Regions from separate parts of the Mus musculus genome. Here all the other regions are linked to region 2. The links are chromatin contacts, called in public HiChIP or PLAC-seq maps. All regions are on one chromosome and are shown on one strand. Each heading gives the region's core, a stretch centred on a gene start, on an enhancer-like site or on the middle of the called end of the contact. The rest is flanking DNA. Distances are from core to core; before and after follow the strand shown. Region 1 overlaps Cacng7 (calcium channel, voltage-dependent, gamma subunit 7). Region 2 has its middle 17 kb from the start of Mir290a. Region 3 holds the start of Cacng6 (calcium channel, voltage-dependent, gamma subunit 6).

Evidence for each region. HiChIP or PLAC-seq counts read pairs in DNA pulled down with a chosen protein or histone mark.
Region 1: an H3K27ac HiChIP or PLAC-seq map of embryonic stem cells shows a contact between it and region 2, with 20 read pairs. The contact joins two enhancer-like sites. A contact is called at or near these places in 4 of 39 promoter capture datasets (the C10 cell line, HPC-7-derived erythroid cells, pre-B cells and 1 more), 6 of 484 Hi-C or Micro-C datasets (the HL-1 cell line, the N1E-115 cell line, beige adipocytes and 3 more) and 7 of 115 datasets of contacts at active chromatin or transcription factors (embryonic stem cells, epiblast stem cells and stem cell-derived neural progenitor cells).
Region 3: an H3K27ac HiChIP or PLAC-seq map of embryonic stem cells shows a contact between it and region 2, with 9 read pairs. The contact joins the promoter of Cacng6 here to the enhancer-like site in region 2. A contact is called at or near these places in 7 of 39 promoter capture datasets (the 3T3-L1 cell line, the C10 cell line, cranial neural crest and 2 more), 6 of 115 datasets of contacts at active chromatin or transcription factors (bone marrow-derived macrophages, embryonic stem cells and epiblast stem cells) and 2 of 9 other capture datasets (adipose tissue and liver).

Annotation. Positions count from the first base shown.
Region 1 is chr7:3,358,765-3,362,438 of GRCm38.p6, forward strand. All of the region lies in intron 4 of Cacng7 (calcium channel, voltage-dependent, gamma subunit 7), which reads left to right. Among named protein-coding and RNA genes, the nearest start is that of Cacng7, 28 kb to the left of the region's middle. Within about 2 kb of position 1,762, at least 4 of the 459 cell types and tissues checked have an H3K27ac peak or open chromatin away from gene starts, as enhancers often do. A contact at or near this core is called in embryonic stem cells, where this site is marked.
Region 2 is chr7:3,199,491-3,203,142 of GRCm38.p6, forward strand. No RefSeq gene overlaps it. Among named protein-coding and RNA genes, the nearest start is that of Mir290a, 17 kb to the right of the region's middle. RefSeq lists a cis regulatory region at 121-3,652. Within about 2 kb of position 2,026, at least 46 of the 459 cell types and tissues checked have an H3K27ac peak or open chromatin away from gene starts, as enhancers often do. A contact at or near this core is called in embryonic stem cells and epiblast stem cells, where this site is marked.
Region 3 is chr7:3,422,279-3,426,004 of GRCm38.p6, forward strand. It overlaps Cacng6 (calcium channel, voltage-dependent, gamma subunit 6), which reads left to right and starts at 2,384. Exons shown (of 4, transcript NM_133183.2): 1 at 2,384-2,714. The coding sequence starts at 2,384. 3300002P13Rik (RIKEN cDNA 3300002P13 gene) reads right to left here and starts at 1,167. Exons shown (of 2, transcript NR_126426.1): 1 at 996-1,167; 2 at 1-306.

The DNA.
Region 1 (3,674 bases), core at 512-3,011, 160 kb after region 2:
GTCAGAAGTGTTAGATCCCTTTAGACCTGTAGTTACAGATGTTGAAGGCCGCCATGTGGTGTTGGGAATCAAACAAGAGTCTTTTGAAAGAGCAGCCAGTGCTCTTGCTCCAATCTTCGGAACAATCTCTGCAGCCCATTGGTGATACTTACTTACACCTGGCATTGTCGAATGTGTATCTTGTATCTACCTTTCCATATACATGTGTAGATGGATATGTTACTGAAACCAACTTTTCCTCCTATTCCTTTAATTTTCTTTATTCATTGTCTAGTATTATTATTATTATATATGTGTTTGTATGAATGCAAGCTTGCTTTTGTCACTGAGTTTGGAGGTCAGACAACACCTTTGAGAAGTCGTGTCTCTCTGCATCATGGGTCTGAGGATTGGACTTAAGCCATCAGGCTTGTGTGGCACTTTGACTCAATGAGACATTTTATTTACCCAATTAAAAATGTACAGATCTGTTGCTGCAATGTGGCTCAGTTTGTAGAGTGCTTGTCTGGCATTGAAGAGCATGGTTTCCTTCCCCAGAAATGCATAAGACAGGCATGGCAGTGCACGCTTGTCACCCCAGGAAGTGGAGGCAGGAGAATTAGTGAAGGTAAGGTCATATTTAGCTACATAGCAAGTTCTACCCAGTCTGGGCTAGGTGCAGACCATATTTCTTTTTTTTTTTTAAATATTTATTCATTATATGTAAGTACATTGTAGCTGTTTTCAGACACACCAGGAGAGGGTGTCAGATCTCATTATGGATGGTTGTGAGCCACCATGTGGTTGCTGGGAATTGAACTCAGGACCTCTGGAAGAGCAGTCAGTGCTCTTAACCGCTGAGCCATCTCTCCAGCCCGCAGACCATATTTCAAATAACAAAATAATCTGTACAGAATTTGGGTTATGGGCTGGTGAGATGGCTCAGTGGGTAAGAGCACCCGACTGCTCTTCCGAAGGTCCAAAGTTCAAATCCCAGCAACCACATGGTGGCTCACAACCACCCGTAATGAGATCTGATGCCCTCTTCTGGAGTGTCTGAAGACAGCTACAGTGTACTTACATATAATAAATAAATAAATCTTTAAAAAAAAAAAAAAAAAAAAGAAAAATCAAAAAAAAAAAATTTAAAAAAAAAAAAAAAAAAAAAAGAATTTGGGTTATAAGCCAGGCGTGGTGGCACATGCCTTTAATCCCAGCACTCTGGAGGCAGAGGCAGGCAAATTTCTGAGTTCGAGGCCAGCCTGGTCTACAGAGTGACTTCCAGGACAGCCAGGGGTACACAGAGAACTGGAGCTAGCTCTGTAGACCAGGCTGGCCTCAAACTCAGAGATATGCCTGCCTCTGACTCCCAATTTCTGGGATTAAAGGAGTACACCACTACCTCCTGGGTGTAATTTCTTATTTTTGGACAAAAGGACACTTTACTGTCCTTGGCTTGTGCCCTTGGCTCTGGAGAGAGTCGCTTCCCTTGGGGAACGAGTTCAGAAAGAAGTTGAAGCAGGTGTGGTGGCACGCTTATGGGATCTGCACTCTGGAGTTGGAGGCAGGGGATCAACAGCTTGAAGTCAGGCTGTGGGGCATAGCAAGGGAGAGCCAGCCTATCCTACAACAACAACAACAACAACAACAACAACAACAACAAAAGAGGGAAAGAAGGAGGGAGGGACGAGAATGAAAGTTACCGGGATTGTTCACCACTCTTGTTCTTATTTATTTATTGTTGCTATGTGTTTGCTTGCTTTGGCTTGCTTTGCTGTTGAGACAGAGTTTGCTGTGTGGCTTTGACTGCTCTCCACCCCCTCCCCCTATTCAGCAAGCTTTCCGCCATCACACCTGGCTTTGGGTTTATTCCTTGAATGTATAAAATACTAACATAATTCCAGGGATGAAAATCCTGCAAATGTGTGTACTTCTCCTCAGCTCCTTGTTCTCCCTCCGCCCTGGTGCAATCAGCCTCTCTTGTTTGTCAGCTTCCCTCCTCAGGCTTAGTTTTGCAAAAACAAGCAGATGCACATGGGCTGGGTTGGTTCTTTCCCCCCATTCAACACTGAGGATTGAATTTAGGGCCTCACACAAGCTAGGCAAGTCTCCTCCACTTCCACATTCCCTGCCCCTTACTGGGGGATTCTAGGAAGCATCCTACCACTAAGCCACACCCTTAGCCCTCTTGTTTTGTTTTGTTTTGTTTTGTTTTGTTTTGTTTTCCCCTTTGTTATTTTGACAACAGTTTTACTAGGTTGCTCAAGTTGGCTTTGAACTCACAATGGATCAGGCTAGCCATGAACTTTTTTAAAAAAGATTTATTTCTTTTCTTTATATACTGTTGCTGTCTTCAGACACTCCTGAAGAGGGGATCCCAGAAGAGGGGATAGGATCCCATTACCGATGGTTATAAGCCACCATGTGGTTGCTGGGAATTGAATTCAGGACTTCTGGAAGTGTAGTTCGTGCTCTTAGCCATCTCTCCAGCCCCTAGCCATGAACTTTTATATGTGGGTCCTGTGTAAGAGCAGTAAGTGCTACTGAACACTGAGCCATCTCTTCAGCCTTTTTACTGTATTCTTTGTTTGTTTGTTTTTGTTTTTGTTTTTTTGTTTTTTTGTTTTTTTTTTGAGACAGGGTTTTTCTGTATAGCCCTGGGTGTCCTGGAACTCACTCTGTAGACCAGGCTGGCTTCGAACTCAGAAATCCACCTGCCTCTGCCTCCTGAGTGCTGGGATTAAAGGCGTATTCCCATGTCCGGCTGTATTCTTTTTTTAAAAAAAATTTTTTTAAATTTATTAATCATTCCATTCCTTTGTATCAAATAATATCCCACTTCCTGGTTACCTCTCCAGCAACCGTTCCCCCATCCCACGTATTCCCCCCTCCCCTTTGCCTGTATGAGGGTGCTTCCTCACCCACCCATCCTCTCCCTCCCCCTCCTGTATTCTTTTATTTTGGGTTTTTTTCCAAGGCAGGGTTTCTCTGTGTAGAGCTGGCTGTTCTGGAACTTTATATACCAGGCTGACCTCAAACTCACAGAGAGCTACCTCTACCTTCCGAGTGCTGGGATAACTGCCTACCTCAACTGTATTCTTTTTGGGAGAAAAAAAAAAAAAGGACGTTTTGACCACATGTCTGTCTGTGCATCATACGTGTGCTTGGTGTTCACAGAAATCAGAAGAGGGCATCATATCCCTAGGACTTGAGTTATAGATAGTTGTAAGCTGCCATTGTGGTACAGAGAATTGAACCCAGGTCCCCTTGAGGAGCAACCAGTGCTCTTAACCATTAAGCCATCTCTCCAGCCATCCTACTCTCTTTCTAAGGCAATCTGAGTTTGATCCTCAGAAACCACATAAAATTGGATGGAAAGAATGAAGTCCTTTATGTTTGCTGTGTTAGGTGCAACATCCCCCTCCACACACACCACCTGCTAACATACAATAATAAATACATTAAGATGATCTCCGAAGGTCCTGAGTTCAAATCCCAGCAACCACATGGTGGCTCACAACCATCCGTAATGAGATCTGACGCCCTCTTCTGGAGGATCTGAAGACAGCTACAGTGTATTTATGTATAATGATAAGTAAACCTTTAAAAAAAGAAAAAGAATTAAAAATATGATCCGTTCTTTCATGCTCGGCAGCGCATTCTAAGGCAGGTGTGGTGGTGAGCACTTTTAACTC
Region 2 (3,652 bases), core at 776-3,275:
CCACCCAGCACACAGTTATTTTTTGAAGATGCTGTTTATGTGTTGGGGTGCTTTGACTCAAGGCCTCAGACTACCCTCAGGTTTGGCAGGAAGGCATGTCTGGCCTTGAACTCCTGCCTGCGATTCTCACCATGTTATTATTTTGGTATATGGGTTAGCAGAGACACAGGTCAAGGGAAAGAGGGCACTGAGAAATTGCACCATCTGCCAAAAGGCCTTGGTCAATTTAACCTTACAGTGTCTGAGGAAAGTGAAGGGAAGTCTTTTTTATCAACATTTCTCAGCACTCTGCACCTATAAGAGGGTCCTATGTTGCTGGTCAGAAATGAAGACCAGTAAATCCCTCCGTGAACAAAAGGTTGTAAGGTTGGGGGCTAGAGAGATGGCTCAGTGGTTAAGAGCACTGACTGATCTTCCAGAGGTCCTGAGTTCAATTCTCAGCAACCACATGGTGGCTCCCAACCATCTGTAATGGGATCCCATGCCCTCTTCTGGTGTGTGTCTGAGGACAGCAACAGTGTATTCATAAGCATTAAATAAATAAATAAATCTTTAAAGAAAAAGGTAGTGAGGTTATTGTGAGCTTTATGAAGTTTTAAATCATAAAATCTGTACGTGTTTACACTTTTACTATCTGGATGTGTGCCATGTGTATGCCTGATTCTTTGGATCCCATGGACATATACAGTGAGGCTGTTTGTTCTGTCCTTAGCAATATAAATGTATATATGGGTTTTCATGGGTGTGTGATCAGTCTCTCTTCTACCATACTGTGAAAACCAACTTCATCACCAGGTACTAGACAGTGGTCCCAGCAACAAAGCAGCAGCCAAGGGAAAATGGCTTTCCCTCTCCCTGGAAAGGAGGGATGTGGGATGCCTGGGGCCTGGGAGTACAGATCTGTGCTAAAGAAGCCAAGCTGAGCTGCACACAATTGTCCCTAGGGTGTGGAAGAAAGTTAGCCATGTCAAAGCCTACCTGGCTATAGAGTTGATTGAGGGCAGCCTAAGCATGGTAAAATCCTGAATTTTAAAAATGAAGGTGTGCCGGGCATGGTGGTGCACACCTTTAATCCCAGCACTCAGGAGGCAGAAGCAGGGAGCTCACCGAAAATTCCAGGACAGCCAGGGCTACACAGAGAATCCCTGACATTTTAAAAAGGAGGAAGAGGAGGAAGAAGAGGAAGAGGAGGAGGAGGAAGACAGAGACAGGGAGACTTGGACTTGCTTGTGCCTAGTAACACATTTTTTAGTATAGAATAGAGTTTATTTAGGGCATGGGCAGGGGAGTTGAAGGTAGTAGAGACAGAAAGGCAGAGAGAGTGGGGGGGGCACGTGGAGAGAGGGGGAGGAGAATGGGGAGAGGAGGGAGAGAGAGACAGAGAGAAGAGCTATTTTGGTTTTTTTTTTTTTCAATCTCAGCACTTAGATGGCAAGCACATGTCTGGGGGTAGCTGTCAGCCAGGACTACATCGTGATACTGTGTCTTGGGGAGAAAGCTCTGTTATTAAAGCACTACTTACTTTAACAAGTAAAAAACGTAACATTTGGGAGCCCTCAAACGCACTGACATTCCAGGTGGCCTTGTCAGCCTGCCTGTAATTCGGGTTTTTAAGTCAAAGTTAAAGCAAGAGAGAAAAGATCCCACCCAAGGAACGCAGTGATAGAGGATCGGGAGCGCAGCTCAGGGTTTAAATCAAGCACAACGTGCTTTTTCAAAATGTGGTGGTGAATGGCTTATTCCTGCCACTCGAGACTTAAGGGCAGGGTGTTTCTGTGAGTTCCAGGCAGGCCAGGCCTACATAGTGAGACCAGGTCACACACACATGCAAAGCATTCCTTACTGAAAACAATGAGGGGATCTCCTGGGGCAGAGGCAGGTGTGAAATTCTGGCTGGGTGGAGTAGAAGGCCTCTTTATCGAGTCAGTTTAGACTGGACTGAACCGGGCCAAAGGAGCCGAGCACATCACACCTCCCCGCATTATTTCCTGGAACCTGGGCAATCTGAAGGCAGAGAAAGCTGCCTGGGGCCCACAGCCCGGCACTCCTTCCCGTATCAGCTCTGAAATCTGCAGAGCTGAGATCTGGCAGGAAGCAGGAGACTCAGTGGGAATTCTATCTGTCTAAAGTCTTTGTGTGAGTCCAGATCTCTAGATCCTTACGCAAAGAGTAAAGTTAGGAGGACTCCTGACTTCAGGGCTGGTGGGGGCAGGGCTGGCTGCCAGCCTGAGAGAACAAAACGAAGCAACTGTGCTGTAGTTTGAGTCTGGTCTGCAAGGTGACTCCTGGTATAATACCAGCCCTTGGAAAACAGAGTCCTGAGAGAGAAAAAAGTAGGAGAAAGTTTGAAGCCAGTTTGGACCACATAAAAAAATAGACTCTGTATCTAAAACATAACTGGGGCCAGGTGTGGTGATAGGCATCTTTAAGCCAGTATTTGAGAGTCGAAGGCAGGAGGATGTCTGTGAGTTCAAGGCCTCTCCTGCTCTATATAGCAATTTCAGGACAGCCTCTACTCGGAGAGGCTCTCTCTCAAAACCACAATAAGCCAGGTGGTGGTGGCACAGGCCTTTAATCCCAGCACCACTTGGAAGGCAGAGGCAGAGGCAGGCGGATTTATGAGTTTGAGGCCAGCCTGAGTGAGTTCCAGGACAGCCAGGGCTACACAGAGAAACCCTGTCTCAAAAAAAACAAAAAACCAAAAAAAAAAAAAAAAAACCAATAACTGGTTGGTGACTCCTGTCTCTTATTCTAGCACTTAACAGGCTGAGGCAGGAGAATTACTGTAAATCCCAAGGCACTCTGTGCTAGACAGTAAGACCTTGTCTGAAAGAAACTGTATATAGCAGGCATAGTGGCAAATGCCTGTTATCCGAGCATTCAGGTAGAAAAACAAGAGGATCAGGAATTTGAGGTCATACTTGACTAGACAACTAGTTTCAAGCCAGGCAGAATTATATGAGATTCAGTACCATGCAAGCAAAACAAAAACTTCCAGAGGTGGTGCCATGTGTATTTAAGGTCAGGAGATAGATCTCTTTGAATTCAAGGCCTCCCTGGTCTACACAGTGAAACCCTACCGAAAATAAACACACACACACATGCAAGTGGTTCTCTGTGTTTGAGGCCATGGTCTATGGAGCAAATTCCAGAACAGCCAGGCCTACACAGAGAAACCCTATTTTGAAAAACCAAAACTGGGGCTAGTGAGATGGCTCAGCAGGTAAGACTACTCTCCTGGGGGTCCTGAGTTCAAATCGAGCCAGCAGAAGTACTGAGTTCAATTCCCAGCAACCACATGGTGGCTCACAACCATCCCTGTAATAAGATCTGACACCCTCTTCTGGTCTGTCTAAAGATAGCTACAGTGTACTCACATATAATAATAAAATAATAAGGGCTGGTGAGATGGCTCAGTGGGTAAGAGCACCTGACTGCTCTTCCGAAGGTCCAGAGTTCAAATCCCAGCAACCACATGGTGGCTCACAACCATCTGTAACGAGATCTGACTCCCTCTTCTGGAGTGTCTGAAGACAGCTACAGTGTACTTACATATAATAATAAATAAATCTTTAAAAAATATATAATAATAATAATAAAATAATAAATGAATCTTTGGGCTAGAAGGAGCGGGGTCCCCAAGCGAGCAGAA
Region 3 (3,726 bases), core at 1,134-3,633, 220 kb after region 2:
AGCTCAATAGCAAACAGGGAAGAGAGCCTCGGGAGGACTTCCACAATGAGGCAGCGCTGCCCACCTTCCAGAGCCCGCTGATGACACTGTGTATCTTGCTTTGAGAGCCCTGAGCAAATCCAGTGACATTATCTTCATTCAGTAACGACAACTCAGTGCTCAGGAATGTCTTCTGAGGACTGGCTGATGCCAGTCCCCTGCCATTTCAGAACTGATTCCAACCAAAAAGTCCAGAGTGGGGCCAGCAGAGGTGGCACTTGTGTTCCAGGCACCTGGTCGTAGCAGCTGATGTACTGGAGGAGCTACCTGGGGAAGGAAGGAGTTGGTGAAAGGTGGGTCCCACCTGGGTGGTCCACAGAAGGGCTGAGAGAGGGAGTGAGGGCTAAGAATCAGACCCTGCTGTCATGCCACGTGGCTGTCCCCTGTCTGGGTCTCTGCTGTAAAAAAGGCCCCCAGGGACACACAGGCTAATAAATCCAATAAGGACAGTTGCTCTGTTTCATGTGTCCCAGCACCCTAATTCCCTAGAGTCTGTCTTTTCTACTTTCTTGGGGACTGAGGACTTGAACACTGAAACTGATCTAATGACCCTGAGGATTCTGGCCATAGGGGCCTCTTCCAGGTCTTGGAGTATAGGTTCAGACAACTCTAGGAATACAAGCCCTAGCTCTCCTTCTTCAGACCTGGAGGCCCCCCACCCCCCATCCCAGCCCTATTCCCACTCCCCTGTCCAGACTGAAGAGTCAGGTTCCAGGCCTCTCTCAGGCCCACAGTCCAGGCCTTAGTCCTCCTCCCTCAAGACCAGGAGCCTATACTGAAGCTCTGTTCCCACATACATATGAGTTCAACCCTTCTCCCTGAAACCCTCAAACTACATACCCTGCCTCTCCTCCCCCAGACTTTAAGAATCCAGACCAAGCCCACCTCCTCCAAACCTTCAGACTCAAAGAGTCCACCCCGCCCCCACCCCCAGTACTTCTTCCAAGCCTCTGGACCTCAGAATCCTGCAAGCCAACTAGGGAGCTTCCAGCCTGGACTGCTCAGGACAGAAACACAAGTTCTCTGACTTCACTGGCTCTTTGAGATCCAGATTTTGGACTTTGCAGCCTGGTCCCGGACCCTTGGGGAAACAGATCTCCCTTCGTTCGCTCTGTTGAAGACCCGGCCCCCAGCCCCTCCTTCCAAGAGGCCTCCCTCCCCCGCCCCTTGTCCCCTTAAAATACCCGGATCCCTATGGCAACAGGCGCTTGCGACAGGTGCGAGTGTTATTTACGGGTCGAGCCTGAAATAGCCGGTGGGGTGAGGGGGTGGGCGGATGGGGCGAGGCAGGGAGCGAGCGCAGCAGGTCCGGAGAGCTGACTGGGTAGAGGCGAGCAAAGCTGGACGCTTCGGAGGCATCGCGGAGCTGGGGCCGGCGTGGCGCAGAGGCAGGAGAGCTCAAGGGACCCGTGCCCGGGAGACCCGGGTGGGAAGTCCAAAGGGAGCGCGGGACCCTGAGCTGAGTTTGGAGCGATCCTGGCCGAGCAGGACTTGGGAGCCCGGGGGAGGGGGAGCCGAGTAACTGCAGACAGACTGACTGAGAGTCCCTTTCCAACTCCTGTGTCCCCCAGGGTATTTTGCCTTGGTTTTCTAAGCCAGAGTGTAGACCACAGTGCCTTGGTCTGAGCCCTGTCCTGACTACAGAGAGTCCCCAGCCTCTTTTTCTGGACCTCATTGTGATTCTCAGCCACTGTAGGAGACCTGGGCTCTTTTTTGAGTAGTCCCTGGCTCGCCCATACCCCCTCGAATTCCAGTGGGGTCCCAGATTTGCTGTGAATACTGGAGCTTCCACTTGCCTCTCTCAGACTTGGAGCGATTTCTAACTTTACCAGTGAAATCCCAATTCTAACTTTTGTATAGCCCAAAAGTGTTCTGAGATTCCTCCTTTCTCAAATTCTGAGCCAGAAGAAATCTAAACTATATCTCAAACACACGAAAAACCTCAGCTCCCCTCTTTTCAAGGGAAAACTGTGAGACTTACGGGAGACCCCATCAGCAACCTTTGGAAACTGGGCAAGTTTTCCCTTGGGCTCCTCAGTTTTCTCATTGGCTAGGTAAACCTCAGAGTAGCCTAGCTTTTTCTCTAGGCCTCACCTGTGCCACGTTCATGTGCATAAGCCCTGGTAGCATCCTTAGGCCAAAAATATAGTTAGTTTCTCTTCTCAGGGGCAAAGGCCTCCACTCTTGCATTTGGGGCTCAGCTTTTTCTCATTCCCGATCTAGTTGACACTGAGCCTACTACTTCCTTTGAAAGTCTAGGCCCTGCCCCCTGCCCCTTAGGACCCGCTGCACAGGTCTTTCTGACTCCTTGAGGCTCGCCTGAGCTCCAGCGGATCCCATCATCATGATGTGGTCTAACTTCTTCATGCAAGAGGAAGACCGACGCCGGACAGCTGTGGGCCGGCGTCGTGCCCAAGAACAGCAGAATCTCGGCTTGACTCCGGAGCGAGAGGGCAAGATCAAGCTGGGGTTGCTGGTGGCAATCGTGGGTGCTACGCTGGCTGTGCTGGCTGTGGGCACCGAGTTCTGGGTGGAACTCAATACATACAAGACCAATGGCAGCGCCGTCTGTGAGGCCGCCCATTTGGGGCTGTGGAAGGTGTGCATCAAGCGACTGTGGCAGGCGGATGTGCCCGCGGGCAGGGAGACCTGTGGCCCAGCTGAGCTGCCAGGAGGTGAGAGGCTGTGTTCTGAGCCCAGATCTGTGTCCCACAGTCAGGGAGAAAGAAACTTTTGTCTGGGGGAAACTTTTGTCTTGTTCTTATCCCCCAAGAATGTTTGTGCCCAAATCAACCTGTGCTCACAGAAACTGGAGAGAAAGGGGGCGGGGAGAGTGAGAGATGTTCAGGGGTAGCACATATCCCTAATTAGCATATGCCCTAAAGAAACTTGTTTCTTAAAGTTTGCCTTCTAGCTGTGGCCTATGCCCCAGACCAGCCTGTACCCCTCAGACAGCCTGTGCTTCCAAACCCAGCTGGTCCCCTCAGAACAACAGCCTGTATACACCCCCGCCAACCCGTATCCCCTAGAACTGCCTGAATTCCCCACCAGACAGCCATGCACCCACAGACAGCCTGTGCCCTTAACTAGAAGCCTGGAGACATCCCACATTCCCATTCTGTGTGCCTCTGTGGAGACAGACCACCCTACGCCCACCCGGAAGTAAAAAAAAAAAAAAGTTCTATGTTGATTCTCTGTTTTCAGATACAATCAACTGAAGTTCTTACCAGGTCTACTCACCGCTCTGGGTGCACTTTGTACCTCCTTAGAAATGTTTATTTCCAGTTCCTCTCGCCTTGACATGGTCGGGACAGACATTACAGCCCTCCTCCCTTACTCTACAGACACTCCACACCCCTCATGGAACCCGGTGGTTCCTCTGCTCTCAGCTGTGCCTCTTACTCTCTGACAAAACATGCTATGCCCTTTGCTTAGTGGGATAATCTACATTCCCCTAGGAACTGGATATGTGTTTATTTTACCTCTTTTGACACCCATCAAACCCACTTTGGTTATATTAGCTTGATGAGATCTTTGCCATGCTGGTCCCCAGCATGTACCCAGTATTCTCAGGACCCCTCAAGAACATCCTTCACCTTCATCCTTCACTCCCTCTGGGCTCTGGATGGATTTTTTTTTCATTCCTCAATTCCTACTTTTTCAGATGTGATATGGAACCCAAAATAG